Regions from separate parts of the Mus musculus genome. Here region 1 is linked to region 2. Evidence: chromatin contacts called from public HiChIP or PLAC-seq data. All regions are on one chromosome and are shown on one strand. Each heading gives the region's core, a stretch centred on a gene start, on an enhancer-like site or on the middle of the called end of the contact. The rest is flanking DNA. Distances are from core to core; before and after follow the strand shown.

What was found. HiChIP or PLAC-seq counts read pairs in DNA pulled down with a chosen protein or histone mark.
Region 1: an H3K27ac HiChIP or PLAC-seq map of extraembryonic endoderm stem cells shows a contact between it and region 2. The contact joins two enhancer-like sites. A contact is called at or near these places in 8 of 39 promoter capture datasets (the HPC-7 cell line, cranial neural crest, embryonic stem cells and 2 more), 2 of 15 datasets of contacts at CTCF or cohesin (CD8 T cells and the NIH/3T3 cell line), 2 of 484 Hi-C or Micro-C datasets (extraembryonic endoderm stem cells and spermatogonial stem cells) and 2 of 115 datasets of contacts at active chromatin or transcription factors (embryonic stem cells and extraembryonic endoderm stem cells).

Annotation. Positions count from the first base shown.
Region 1 is chr1:4,756,162-4,763,970 of GRCm38.p6, reverse strand. No RefSeq gene overlaps it. Among named protein-coding and RNA genes, the nearest start is that of Mrpl15, 26 kb to the left of the region's middle. Within about 2 kb of position 3,415, at least 4 of the 459 cell types and tissues checked have an H3K27ac peak or open chromatin away from gene starts, as enhancers often do. A contact at or near this core is called in extraembryonic endoderm stem cells, where this site is marked.
Region 2 is chr1:4,719,746-4,726,785 of GRCm38.p6, reverse strand. No RefSeq gene overlaps it. Among named protein-coding and RNA genes, the nearest start is that of Mrpl15, 62 kb to the left of the region's middle. Within about 2 kb of position 4,370, at least 24 of the 459 cell types and tissues checked have an H3K27ac peak or open chromatin away from gene starts, as enhancers often do. A contact at or near this core is called in extraembryonic endoderm stem cells, where this site is marked.

The sequences.
Region 1 (7,809 bases), core at 2,166-4,665, 38 kb before region 2:
AGTGTGATATGATATATCTATATCTAAATTAAGCCTAATTAAAATGTTACCCAGTCTTAGTTATGCAGACTGGTTATCCTAGCTCCTTGAGAGGCTGACGCAGGAGAAATGAGAACTCAAGGCCAGCCTAGGAAGCTTTTTTGTTGTGGAGTTGGAGTGGGGGCTTGGGGGAGGGGAAGGGGAGCTTTGAGACAGGGTTTCTCTGTGTAGCCCTGGCTGCTCTGTAGACCAGGCTGTCCCTTGAACTCAAAGATCTGCCTGACTCTGCCTCCCACGTGCCGGGATTAAAAGTGTGCAGCAGCATTGTCCAAAGCTTGGGAAACTGACTGAGACTCCACTTCATAATAAAGAGTAAAAGGGAATGTGTAGTTCCGTGGTAGAGCTCTTTCCCAGCAGGCACAAGGTCACGTGCTCAATTCTGAGAACCAGTCCTAGAGCATGGAGAGATTTTAATGATATACAAAACAAAAATTGGAAGCAAGTGGTCATTGCCACAGTAGTCACAGTATCAATTGGCAGTGTCTTTTTCATGGGTTTCCCGGCATGAACATAAGCTAAAACTGACTGTGTATTACTTATTTTCTTGTATTTAATCACGACACTCTTACCATGTAGCTCAGCCTGACCTTGAGTACTGGTTGGTCTGTACTTTGTCATCCGGCCTCATCTTCCCAAGTGCTGAGCTCCATATGTGTGCCTCCAAGACCCTCTCAAGGTTTCGGCAATCTTACAATCAACAGGGTTTTAGACTTGTCAACATGTAGCATTTAAAAACTTACTTCTTCAGTCAGGGAAACTGAAGCTTAGGAAGGTTATGCATTGCTTTAAGGATGATCAGCTAATTGGCCAGAGTTAAGATGTGCTAAAGCAGCCTGACCCAGCGCATGGGTCTTAAGGCCTGTGGGGTGGTGCATTGCGCCTGGCTTTATACTGTGCTGTCTAGGCTTCCCGGCCTCACCTGCTGCTGTCCTACCCATTTCCTGAGCTTGGTTCCTCAGCCTCCCCAGAGCACTTGAGACGTTTAGCTTTCTCTTCAGTTACTGGGATCCACTTCTGTTCTGAGGAAAACACTGGGTATTATGAGATGAAGGACCCCCACAGATGCTTCAATGCAGTGAGAATGAATGAGCTCTGTGCGCAGAGGGAAAGGTACAGGGCCCAATGGGCACCTTGTCTTGATAGTGCTTCGGAGACACCCTTGAGGCTCACAAACCTTTTTCGGGTACTGTCTTAGTTAGGGTTTTACTGCTGTGAACAGACACCATGACCAAGGCAAGTCTTATAAAAAACAACATTTAATTGGGGCTGGCTTACAGATTCAGAGGTTCAGTCCATTACCATCAGAGTGGGAACATGGCAGTATCCAGGCAAGCATGGCGCAGGAGGAGCTGAGAGTTCTATGTCTTCATCCAAAGGCTGCTAGTGGAAGACTGACTTCCAGGCAACTAGGGTGAGGATCTTATACCCACACCCACAGTGACACACCTATTCCAACCAGGTCACACCTATTCCAACAAGGCCACACCTCCAAATGGTGCCACTCCCTGGTCCAAGGATATACAAACCATCACATTCCACTCCCTGGTCATCACAGGTACACTGGCTCCCACCCCTCAGCCAAGCCGGTGCTGCATGGTGGAGATGGAAGGGTTAGGCCATCATGGTACCCAGATGGCATTATTCACCTTTAGAGCACCGAGAGATCCTCTGTACCAAGCAAGACACTTGGAAGGTTATTTGTTTAATGTACCTTTTCTATCGTGCCAAGGCCACATGTGACAGTAAGCAAGTGCTCGGAGTCCATGTTAATTTGAAGTTTTCCAGCCTGGAGGCTCCTTGGACTGTACAAAGGGCCCTGAATGTGGTGTGGGTCTGGAGAAACTATGTGCCCTGTTCTCTCTTAGGCGGAAAGGGGCTGTCAGCACTGAACCTCCAGCACTGACTCTATTCATGGTTCCTACTTCTATCTCAAGGCCAGCATCTCTCTGTCTCATGTGTCCTTCCATTAGAGAATCGGGGCCCACTTCATCACCCCCAAAGGCATGACTTCTAACAGTTCATTTGTAGTACTTCAGTCATGGTGGGAGACTGACTCCGGTGGGCTCCTGTCACTCTTGGGTAGGGTAAGACTGGGAGCAGACAGATGTCTCACCAAAGTCCTGCAGTCACTGCTGTACAGCAAGTACCTGGTGTGACTCTTTGCTCTGCATGCAGACCTGTCTACCTATGCCTTCTGCCTCCCCCATAGAGAGATCTGCCTGCAAAGGCTCCCGAATGGGGAGGCACTGAAAACCCAGGACTCTCTCGGGAGGTAGTGGTGACTAGGATGTGGAGGGGTCAGGTACCAGGTATACTACTGCTTGATTCATCACTGTGAGGTGAGGGCTCCAAGTTGGCTCTCCCTGCCCTGGGGACATACTCCCTCCCATGCAAACAGGACCAGCTGCACTCCCATTTCTGACTTCTCTTCTTGTTGACTGTTTTGAGCCTGGTTTTTAGAGGGGCAGCTAGAAGTTGTGTGTCTTCTTCCATCCTTAGCATCTTGGATAGTACCTTAGGATGCTTAGGGCTTCATGCTCACCTGACACTGGCACGCTCACCTTCATCCTACACTTAGAAATGAGAATTGATGGCTGCTATTGCGTCCATAGGTAAGCACTAAAATTGCCTAGAATGTTTGAGGCTCTGGCTTTGATTCTCAGCACCACAAAACCAAACAAACAAAAACCAAAAACCAAAAACCAAAAACCAAAAACCAAAAACCAAAAACCAAAAACCAAAAACCAAACCAAACCAAACCAAAAATGCTCAACCCTCCCTAAAAAAAAAAAAAAAAAAACAAAAAAAAAAAAAAATCACAAGAACAACCCTTCTTTTCTCTTTTTAAAACTTATTTTTAAGGTAGCTTCTCTTTTCGGTTTGTTTTCTCTTCTCTTATATCTCCGCACTTTTCTCTTGCTATATAGTCCGGTGATCCTTGAACTCACAGCGACTTCTTGCTTCAGCTTCCTCAACGCTGAGATTACAGGAGTGAGCCACCACTCCTGCTTGCTTTGGTTTCCATAAGGTTAACTTATCCAGAAACCAAAAACAGGTCCACTTAAAACAAAACAAAACAAAACAAAACAAAAAAAACAGTCTTGTACCAATGATCTTGTTTCTTTCTCTGGCTATTTGTTGTCAAGATGACAAGTGGCTGGTAGGTGTGGGGGTCTGTGTGGGAAGTCTCCGGCATGGCCACACCGAGAATGTTTATTGTAGAAAGGGAACTTTTGCCCTGTGAAGTCACCTCCTCCGAGACACCAGTAGCTTTCTGATATTCTATCACAGGAAATTCCTGGTGGTCCACAAAAGCAGTCCTTGGAGTGCAGCTGCAGGGAGAGAAATCATTGCTGAAAGAGACAAGTCTGGGGCTCCTGTGAGTGTAGCTGAGCACCTGGGCCTTGGATGATGCAAACGGGAGGACTCTTAACAATGTCAGAATGATCCAAAAGACAAAGGTCAACAGAATTCTTATGTAATGCACTCTCGAAGTGTGTACCGGACGGTATCTATTGTGTGCTAACAAGATAGTAGGCATTATGTTGACTTTAAACTTCTTTCCTTGGGAGATGATGTTTTTTTGTTTGTTTGTTTGTTTTTGTTTTTGTTTTTTGTTTTTGGTTTTTTGAGACAGGGTTTCTCTGTATAGCCCTGGCTGTCCTGGAACTCACTCTGTAGACCAGGCTGGCCTTGAACTCAGAAATCCACCTGCCTCTGCCTCCTAAGTGCTGGGATTAAAGGCGTGCGCCACCACACTCGGCAGGAGATGATGTTTTAATATATTGTTTTGAAAATTACTTAGTCTGGCATGGTGGTGCACTTGGGAGGCAGAAGCAGGTGGATTTCTATGAGTTTGAGGCCAGTTTGGTTTACAAAGTGAGTTTCAGGACAGCTAGGGCTGTTACACAGAGAAACCCTTTCTCGAAAAACCAAATATAAATGAGTGAATAAACAAATAATTCACAATTTATTTAATTTTCTGTGTGTTTTGCCTATTTGTGTACCTGTACACATTTTTGTAGCTTGTATGTGCCTGGTGCTCAAGAATGCCAGAAGAGGACAGATGCCTTGGCAGTAGAGTAGAGTTGCTGTCTGTGATGCAGAGCTGAGAATTGGGCCCTCTGGAAGAGCAGCCAGTGTTCTTTGCTTCTGAGCCATTTCTCCAGCTCCTGGATTTAGCTTTTTTGAAGCTGTAAAACTGAATCCACAATTGACTTACGATTCCATTCATCATCTTTCCTAGCTCAAGTTTTCTCTGAAACACCATAAAGGCAAAAATTGTATTTGATGTCTTAGAAATCCCATAATTAGGGTGGCTTAAAGAACACAGATGTCCTTGGTCTTCAGGGTTCTAAGGTGAAAGGTCTAGGGCTAACAACTTCTCAGGGGCCAAGGCGATTCTGAAGTCAGGAGAAGTTCAATCATCTCTGTGGCCTTCTCCTGGCAGCCTGTATTTTCCAGGCACACACCTCCCACCAGCCATAACAATTCATGGAAATTAATAAATTCATTTATTGGGAGAGGTCATGGGTAAGGCAGGAAGATCAGTCCCCAGCTTCCCAACAAGAGCCAGTGGCCGTCTTTACAGAACTGATTGTAGCAAGCAGAAGTTGTTTGAGTTCTCAAGTAAGTTAAATGCAGTTCTTCCATTTGTTAACAAATATCTGTCTCACAAAATAATAAGTCCTAGAAGTTGTGTAAGGGGACAAAACTGAGTGCATGGTCCTGCCTGTTCTCTCAGACGGGGACCTCAGAGAAGTGGAATTATTTTTGCTGAAAGTTGATCCACAGTTCAATGTGGGAAAGAACAGTGCTTGACAAGTGGTAGATAGTTCCAGAGGAACTCAGAAGAAAGGAATCAACCTCCTGTACACTAAGCTGACCCAACTGTAAGGGCAAAGCCTATTCAACTTCTAATAGAAACTGTACAAGGAAATCCTAGGTCCCTCATGGTACTAAAGGACAAGCACAGAGGAAAGTAGGTAAGGGAAAGATAAAGTGTAAAAATGAATGACGTGTGTGGTATAAATCGGGAAACTGACAAGGCAGATTTCAGAATGGGAGAAAATACTTTATTTACAAATATCTTATATTTATATCTTATGTGAAGTTAATGTTCATAACATGTACAGAACTCTAGTCAGCTAACAATAAAAATGAAACATGGGAAAGAAAGCATGAATAGACTCGTGTCACAAGAGCTATTCAGATGGCCAAAAAACAATGGAAGATACTCCTTACTAGCCATTAGAAAATTAGTAGTCAAAACTCTACCTTCAGCCTTCCCAAATGACAATTGTCCAGGAGACAACCTAAGGACAAGTAGGGAACTTGACCTTAGCCAAAGGGGTGAGAGGACAAGATGGAAGGATGCAGAAACATTGAAGATGTAACTAGTCAAAGTTACAGTTAGATAAACACTGTGTGCTGGTTTCCTTACAAACTATAAAGGTGACTGTACATGGTAGCATGTATGTATGAACTCAAGAAGATTTGAAACGTTTTCATCTGAAGGAAGCAGTGCATAACTGAAGTCGCAGATAAGTTCACTCTAGCTCATACAGGAATGTCCTTAGCAGTATTCTCATTCTTTTTTTTTTTTAAAGGTTAATTGCTTTCAGGTTTTTTTTTTTGTTTTTTGTTTTTTGTTTTTTAAGATTTATTTATTTATTATATGTAAGTACACTGTAGCTGTCTTCAGACACTCCAGAAGAGGGCATCAGATCTCATTACGGGTGGTTGTGAGCCACCATGTGGTTGCTGGGATTTGAACTTCGGACCTTCGGAAGAGCAGTCGGGTGCTCTTACCCACTGAGCCATCTCACCAGCCCCAGTATTCTCATTCTTAAGATTTATTTTTATTTTATGTGTATGAGTGTTTGTTTGCATGTATCCATGTGTGTGTTGTGCACTCCTGATGCCCTCAGAGGCCAGATCAAGGTGAGCCAAGATGTGGATTCTGGGAACTGGACCATGGTCCTCTGCAAGAGTGATAAGTGCTAACTAACTGCTGAGCCAATCTCTCTAGCTCCAGAAGTATATTCTTAATTGCCAAAAAGTAGAAATGACTCAATGGTCATCAAATGATGAACGAGGAGAGTAATCTGTTGATTGGTGCAGTGAAGGGGCTCTTTAATAATACAAAGTGATGAGGTACTGTATGCTACAATACTAATGAATCCCTCAATGAGAACATCCTACTAGTGAACATAGCCAAGTCTACATGCCACACCAATGATTCTCTTCATTGGCAATGTCCAAAAGAGTAAAATCTCCAGGGATAATAAGTATATTATGATTTTCTAAGAACTGGTGGTATGTACATGTGTATCTGTCTATGAATGTGTGTGTGCACATGTGTGTGTTTGAGTGTACTGTATCTGTGTGTTTGTGTAGGTACTGTATCTGTGTGTTTGTGTATGTATGTGTGAATGGGTGCATATGTGTATGTATTCATGTATATCTGTATACCAATGTGCATGTGTGGCCTGTATAAAAGTGTGAGTGTGATTGTGTGTGTTGTGTGTATGTATGTATGTGTGTGTGTGTGTGTGTGAGAGAGAGAGAGAGAGAGAGAGAGAGAGAGAGAGAGAGAGAGAGGAGGGAGGAGGGAGGGGAGGGGGAGGGGGAGGGAGAGGGAGAGGGAGAGGGAGAGGGAGAGGGACGAATAATGAATTTCTATTTGGAATGATATCTTAAACCCAACTCATGGTAGTGATTGCACCTTTTTTGAATAATGCTAAGATTAAGTTGCTCACTTCAGGTGTGTGAGTAACTGACACGAGTCTGTATGTGACAGGATATTAAGGATGAGCTTTGTAGCCCCTGCTTTACTGATGCCTGGGCAGTCGGTAGGTAGGTGGCTTTACTCAGCTGTGAGAGGAGGGAAGCTGCTTCTCCTCCCCTTTTCTTCTTTGTCTCATAGACAAGAAAATATCCCAAGTGAAATCCTCAGGCTGGTGTTTTAGTTGGGGAGAAGAATAAAGATTGAATACACTGAAAAACCTTACCCATGTGGCTGTGGCTAAGATCAAATGAAAGACTGTATGCAGATATATTTGTACTTTTCGAGTTTTAAAGATGGTGTTCAATTGCTCAAAAATCCTTTTTGTTTGTATTCAAAACAGGGTCTAGCCATGTACTACAGGCTAGCCTGGAGTCCTCGGAATGCTGATGTTATAGGCCTGCCCTACCATGCCCAGGCTGTGCAAGCTTCAGAGACTGGCTTGTTCACAGCACACAGTTCTCTCAAGATCTGTCTGAGTTGCCACCCTTGGGTCTCAGGAATTTGTTTATTTTGAGTGGTGGTGCACATTGAAGTCAAACCAGAAACACCCAATCATTTAGGTCTGAAGGTGTACAGGTTGTTTCCAAGTTTCTTGTGTTTAGGTTTTTTGTTCTCCTTGCTCAGCCCAGGATAACCTGTTCAGTTCACAAAGAATCCTTGTTAAGGTGTAATTGTTTATATTCTGCCTAGTTGTTTCCTTTAACTTATTTAAAATACATGCACACATACATTAGCAGTCCTGATGTTCATTAGGCCATGCAGACTCTGCCTTCTTTGTTTATCTCCTGTTCCGTTTGTCACAGCAGACTCCACCTTTTTTGTGATGTAACCTGTCACAAGATCTTGTCTGCTAGTCACAGCTGCTTGTACTTTTTGCTGGTGGACCCTGGGATCCGTCATGACAAGAACACACTCTTCCTGGTGTGTTCCAGGAAGTGACTTTGTACAGCACATTCCTATCACGATCCAGGGATGCCTTG
Region 2 (7,040 bases), core at 3,121-5,620:
GAGCCTGAAGTGGTCATTTTCTATAACAAGGTAAGAGTCTTAGTAGTGGGACTGGAACATCAGTCCAGCCACAAAACTTTTGACTTGCAATCTGTCCTGCCTGAAAGATGTGCTGGGGTAAAAGTGGTGTAGAACTTGTGGGAATAGCCAACCAATGACTGGTCCTACTTGAAGCCCATAACATGAGAGGAAGACCACACTGACACTGCCTGGATGGCTAGGAACCAGAGGCAGGACAGCTCAGAGACCCAGGACAGAACCTCGTAGAACTGGAAAAAAAAGTTAAAGTGATTCCTAATGATATTCTGCTATACTAGTCCAATTGTCTGTCATCAGAGGAGTATAATTCATCAACTGATGGGAGAAGATGCAGAGACCCACAGCCAAACACTTTGGACAGCCAGCAGAACCCTCAGAAGAGAGACATATACCTTATGGTTGTGTAGCTTGGTGTTCTTGTGGGATTCCCAACAGTGGGAGTGGAGTGATTCTGACTCCTTTGCCTGCTCTTGGAATCCTTTTCCTCCTACTGGGTTTCTTTGTTCAGCCTTAATATGAAGGTTTGCACCTAGTCTTATTGTAACTTGTTAGGCCATGTTCAGTAGATATCCCTGGGGGGCCTGCTTTTTAAAACTTTTTGAAGGAAAACAGGAGAAGTAGTGGATTTGTGGGAGGGGTAGTGGTGGGGGAAGACTTGGAGGAGTGGAGGGAGAGCAAATTGTGGTTGGGATGTGATGCATGAGAGAAAAGAAGCAAAGCAAAGCAAAGCAAAGCAAGATAAACATTAAAAACCAAAAATGGTATTTAGGACCTGGTGAGGTGGCTCAAAGTCAAAGTGTTTGTCACCAACCCTAATGACCTAAGTTTAATCTCTAGGACTCACACGGTTGAAGGAGAAAAGCAACTCTAAGTAATTCCTCTGACTTTCATGGGAACACGTGTATGTGTGTGTTTGTGTGTGTATACATGTACATGTATGTATGTTTACATATACATATATATGCGTAGCATGCACACACATATAAATGTAATTAAAATAAATTAAACATAAATATATCTAGGATTCATGCCCTATGTATAGCAGAATGCTCCCAATGAAGTTTCCTTAATAGTCTACTCACAATATTAAATGCTAGATGGCAGCCAGGCCTTAGCTTCCCACTTGGCCACTTATCTACCTCTGGCTTTAGAACACATGGTCAGACTAGGATGGGATGTTTATTGAGTCACAACATTGTGCTGCCAGACTCAAGTCTTATAAACTATCATGAATCTCACTGTCACATATAATTAGTCTGCCTTTAAGGTGACTATGGGTCATAAGACCACACTGAACAAACCAGGCTCATCCCAAGCCACATTTCACCAAGTGCCTTTGAGGTGGCCAGCCTCAGGCTTCTGATGAAGCAGAGTGACGCAGGTCCATTCATGTCACAATTCAGAGGTGGACTTTGATTAGCTGGTCCCTAATGCTGATACCACCTGATGAGCCAGGACAATGCTTAATAAAGTTTACTCCTGCAACCTTCAACTGGGCAGAATATACCAAGATAAGCTGGGGGCATTCTTAACCTGCTTCCCCCAGCACCTGCAGGGAGGTCACTGTAAGATTGGAAAAGGTAATTACGGCTGATAGAGCGGCTGACAACACGTTGTTTGAAGAGAGGGCTTAATCTGCCCTATTGTGAGACAGTTAATGGAAGCCCAGGCCTCTGGTCTCTCACTTCCAGCAGAATGAAATCTGTTTGCCTAGAATGTTTAGAGAGCAGCTGCGTCCCTAGCACTTACAGGGTATTCCAGTTGATGTCAGCCACTCTCAACTAGCTGAGTGCTTAGCTCTCTCTTGCCTCTTTCCCTGTGCCTCCCTCCCTAGCACATGCCTTGCTCAGCACTGACTTCACTTTATTAAAATTCGGATCCACTCACTAGAATGAAAGACCCGTAAGAGTCAGGGACTCATTTACTCTGTATTACCACGGTTCTAGTACAGGTTTTGCCCTGACATTCACTTTCCATTTTTGCTGAGCTGACTTAAGTTCAGAGAAATTCTGGGTGCAACGGGGGAATCTATGAAGTCTCGGTATGAGTCGATCATTTACTAAAACAGGCTAGAGGAAGAAAAGGCGTTGATACAGAGGTAAGGAAAAGCACCAGAGCTGACTGACCTTAAGCAGAAAAGAGCACCTAATCCACACTCTAGTTCAGTTTTAATGAAGTCAAGAGAAGGATAATGACTCCATATTTGTCTAAGTTTCATGTGACATTTGGTCAGAAATAGTGCATATATTTCTTTTCTTTTACAATCAGGAAAGCGTATGACACTTCAATGAACCAAGAGGTTAGTATAGATTAAGATTTGAAACCTAAGGACTTAAAAAAATGCACAACATAGATGTACACATTAAAAATAAGAGAACTTGCCTTGTGAAATTCTTAATACATTTTAGAAAAAGTCACCATCTTGTTATCCAAAATTAAGTTTGGATAGAAAATTGCTCATTGTGACTTCCCCCCCAACAACCTCTCTACTTCCCTTAGCTCTCTTCCGCTTTTTACCCCAGAGCTTAGAGACATTGGGCTCCATGCTGCACCTCAGCTCTCAACCACTAAGGCACAGGACAGCTCAAGGAGGGAAGAGACGTGGGTGCTGTAAGTGCTTAGAGGAGTGGTGTGTAGAAGCAAGGGCGAAGAGACAGAAGGTGAAGAGGTACACCCGTCAGGGCAGATGATGAAAGGCCTGTGGCATGCACACAAACTCAATGCATTTTTCCATAGATGGTTAACACCAACACAGATGACTTTTATAAAGTACTTTTACCTACAATCAGTCTCTGTTTCGCAACAAATCTCAATGAGAAATAGTAGACAGTTACTATTTTACAGATGGAAGAAGAAATGCATAGAATACTTGAACAACAAAACCCAGGGCAGCTGGGGAAATTGGATGCCAGGGTAATTCCCTCCTTTTCAAAGGGTCTAACATAAGGAACTCAAGGCATCCTTCCACACCTGGTACTCTTTCAGGCAGGCACTCTCACTGTGGGACCTTAGAAAAGTATTATCAAGATCCTCCATCCCAGATAGAATGAAAAGGCAAAGAACACAGAGCATTCAGACAGCCCCAAGAAACATCTTCTGCTCTGTTGAAAGAGTCAAGAGGCACTGTCCAAACTCTTGCTTCAGGTCATCACCTGCTTCACTTAGGAAGTGATACATCATGGAGAGATGATTTCCAGGTGAGACTGTTATCCAGGGCCTCCTTAGTAGACATTTACAGTAAGCTTCTTACTATTCTTTTATGCATAGTACAAGAATCTCACATGATACAGAAATCAAGAACTATAGCTAGTAGCTGCATGCTTATAGGTATGTTGTTTTAGGCCAGGAACTAAAAATCCATCCAGTGGTGTTCACCGAGCAGCACACATAATAAACTCTGAATGAGACCAAGACTGGCATGTCTCCTGCTCAAGGATGACTTGCAACTTCGTGAAGCATTGAAAGTAAAATCCATGCAGCGATTACTATCCATTTCAGGGTTAGTTAAACAAAACCAACCTCTTACAAGTAACTGAAGACAGTCTTTAAGTTCCTTTTAAAAATGAAGATTTCAAGCCATCACATATTTGTACAAAATCCTCTGCGCATCTTCTGTGTGTGGTGTGTCCTTGGAGCTCCAAATGTGGCTTTGTAGGGAGGTAGGAGGCTCGGGTAGGCAGTTCCACAGTCTGTTTCTCCTGTGTCATCTTTCTGTAAACAATTGCAGTAGTCTTTATATTTTATCAAAATCAGAGCAAGGACAAAGTTTTCCAATATCTCCAAACTTGGTCAGGGCATCTGTGGTGTGTGCCGGCAGCCCAGACATAGTGTATGTGCAGAGCAGCCCACAGGAGGGTGGCTGAATCTAAGGCTGAAAATGAAGGGAGAGACCTGGAACGCTCACTTGCATCTGCAACAATGGGTCATTGTTAGGCCTGAGCTCTGTCAAACAATGGCCTTGATAGGACAAAACTCCTATGGAGAAGGATAGCTTTGCACCCTGGTACTTCAGGCAGCCCAGCTTGTTCCAGCTGTGTGCGTGCGTGCATGTGTGTGTGTGTGTGTGTGTGTGTGTGTGTGTGTGTGCGCGCGCGTTTGATTATTGGACCTACCTGCCATCTTCCCATGACTTCACGTCTTTGCACTTCTGGTGGTTCTCAGTTGGCCTCATTCCATGAAATGCAGCATTTGTAGCAGTCTTTATCTTTTTACATTCCTCTTTAGTAGGTCATAGTGTTTAAAAATGAAGAAAGCTTTCACACCTTCTACTTACACAAACGAGCATAACCTCTTGTTAATAAGTAATAGATTCATCACCTAAAGCTTCAGTGGTTTGGCAACTTAAAGCACAGCAAAGCTTTTCCTGGCAGTGTTAAAGTGGGGAGTACATTGTGACCTCAAGGCAGGCCGGCTTCAATGTGCTTGCTCCCCAGCTTCTCCAAGCTTGTGAGACTCCAGGCCAAGCAACTGATGGTGTTAGATGAAGAGTCTCAGTCTTTTCATCTCATAGAGGGACATATTGATCTGAGTTTGCCAAAAAATTGAATCTACCAGAAGGAGAGGCTTCTTTTTTTTTTTTTTAATGTTTTTTTTTTTTTTTTTTGCTTGTTTGTTTGTTTGTTTGGTTTTTGGTTTTTCGAGACAGGGTTTCTCTGTATGGTCTTGGCTGTCCTGGAACTCACTTTGTAGACCAGGCTGGCCTCGAACTCAGAAATCCGCCTGTCTCTGCCTCCCAAGTGCTGGGATTAAAGGCGTGCGCCACCACGCCCGGCAAGGAGAGGCTTCTTAAAAGGCTGTAGCAGACGCCTGAGCAGTTATTGATAGCTAGAGTTATACTTTGTTATTGATAGCTAGAGTTATACTTTTTTACAAGACCATTTTTGCAGTTGTTTTTTTAAAGGCGATATGTGCACTATACTGGCAAATACATAATATTTTTAAAGTATAGTGTATATATTTACTGTTTATTGGAACAACATATGTGAATAATGACATGAATTGTAGCTAAAAACAAAGACTCATATTTGATAATAAACTAAAGAAATTCATCTTTTAAAAATCTTTGTTTAACTAGCGTTTTCTTGGAAGGACAACTTATTTTATAACTCTGGATGGTAGTTGATCGAGTGCATTTTGCCCCACTGTTGCAAACCATATTATTTATGGCATATTCTTAGTGATGACCAAACTGGGGTCTCAGCCTGACCTGCAGGGCCCTCGGAATGTACAGTGAAGGCTCCAAGACTAGGATCACTTTTTCTACTTCCTGTGAAGTTACAAGGAATGAGGTGAAAAACACAAGTTAGTCTATTCCTGAAAATGCCTTCCAAGCATGATCTCTAGCTGCCTGAGCATCAGATATTCATCCCTCATGGAAGGGCCAATGATGATATAAATGATAACTGAAATGCCCATGTCGGGCAGTAAAGTTTCCTCAGCTCTGGGCTCTAAAGGTTCATTCTTCCTGTTACAGCAACTATTGAGTCTAAAATGTGCTTAGTACGAGCCCAGGCATCGGAAAGGGTCATCATCATGGTGCAGGTGCTTGCTCTTTCAGTACATTACATGTATTTTTTTCATTCAATTGTCACAATTTAGTTATCTCCCTCTTATGCTGAAAAGACACATTGAGAAGCCAGGTGTATGCTTAGTTACCCATTTTGTAAATAGCAAAGCCAAGATGATAATTTCTCTCTCAGAATGCCGTAGGCACTGAAAAATACCTGCAAATACATTTTACATATTTTTGTCTCCTAAGCAAATAAGATAGGTGTAATTAAGTGTCGCGTCCGCTCACAACCAGCGGCAGGACCACCAGTCCTTCTAATAGCAGTTTATTCAGCAAACTTCAGTCTTCATCTCTCTCGCTTCAACTTTCTCTCTCATCTTTCTCTCTTCAACTTTTCTTTTCTTCCTCTCTGACCCGGGCCTCTCACTCTTATATACTCTCAGCCCTCATCCACTCACAGCAGGCCACGTCACCTCACCAGGCACGCAGCTTCAGCTAATCAGGGCAGCAGGGGCATGTCTCCACCAAAATGGATTCGCCAGTATCCTGCTGCACCTGCGCAGCTCTCACGATGGTTGTGGCTTATTTTCAGGTATATGAGGAAGTCAGGTGCAAGTCATAAGACTTAGCTGCAGTCCCTGGCGCCTTCTTGGGACTGCTGCCACACCCGCTCCTTACAATTAAGAATCATTAAAACATATTTTTTCTGGAAAAAAATCAAAGAGTTTAGTTTTTCTAAATCTGACTTATGGAAGATATAAAAGGGCATTTTCTGGGGGAATGTCTAAGCTTCTCAGGAGTTAAACATTGCTGGTGAGTTATGCTCCCTGTCTGTTCTTCCAGGCACTTCCTGAACCCATGGTGGACCCTGCTCCTTCCCCTCCCTGTTAATAATGAATCCTTCCATTTCTTGCCTTTTATACAAAGTATCTGGAACTTGGGGCTGAAGAGTTGGCTGAGTGGGTAGTGTTTGCTGTGCAGGTATGAGAGCTTGAGTATGAATTCCCAGCACCAACATAAAGGTTGGGTGTGTGTTTTATATATGTGACCTCGGTACTGATGAAACAGAGACTGAAAAACCCTGGGGACTTGTAGACATGCCAAAGTTCATGCTCTGTGAGTGCCCTGTCTACAAAAGGTTGGTCAAGAAATTTCTGCAGATGCACGGCATACCGTTTCTTTCACTTCATCCCCATCAAACTTTCAAGCAGTAACTACGGTCTTTGAACTTTTTACCAGAACGGTGTGGAGATTCTGGTCTGTAACTTGACTATTGAAAGGCATGTTCTGTTGCTGTGAAAAAACACTGACCAAATAAACGTGTGTGTGTGTGTGTGTGAGGGAATTTGGCTCATACTTCCATATCACAGTTTATCATCCAGAGAAGCCGAAAGCCAAAGCAGGAACTCAAGGCAGGAACATGAGGACAAGAACTATAGCAAAGAGCGTGGAGGAGCAGAGCTTACTGGCTTGCTCCCTGGGGCTTGTTTAG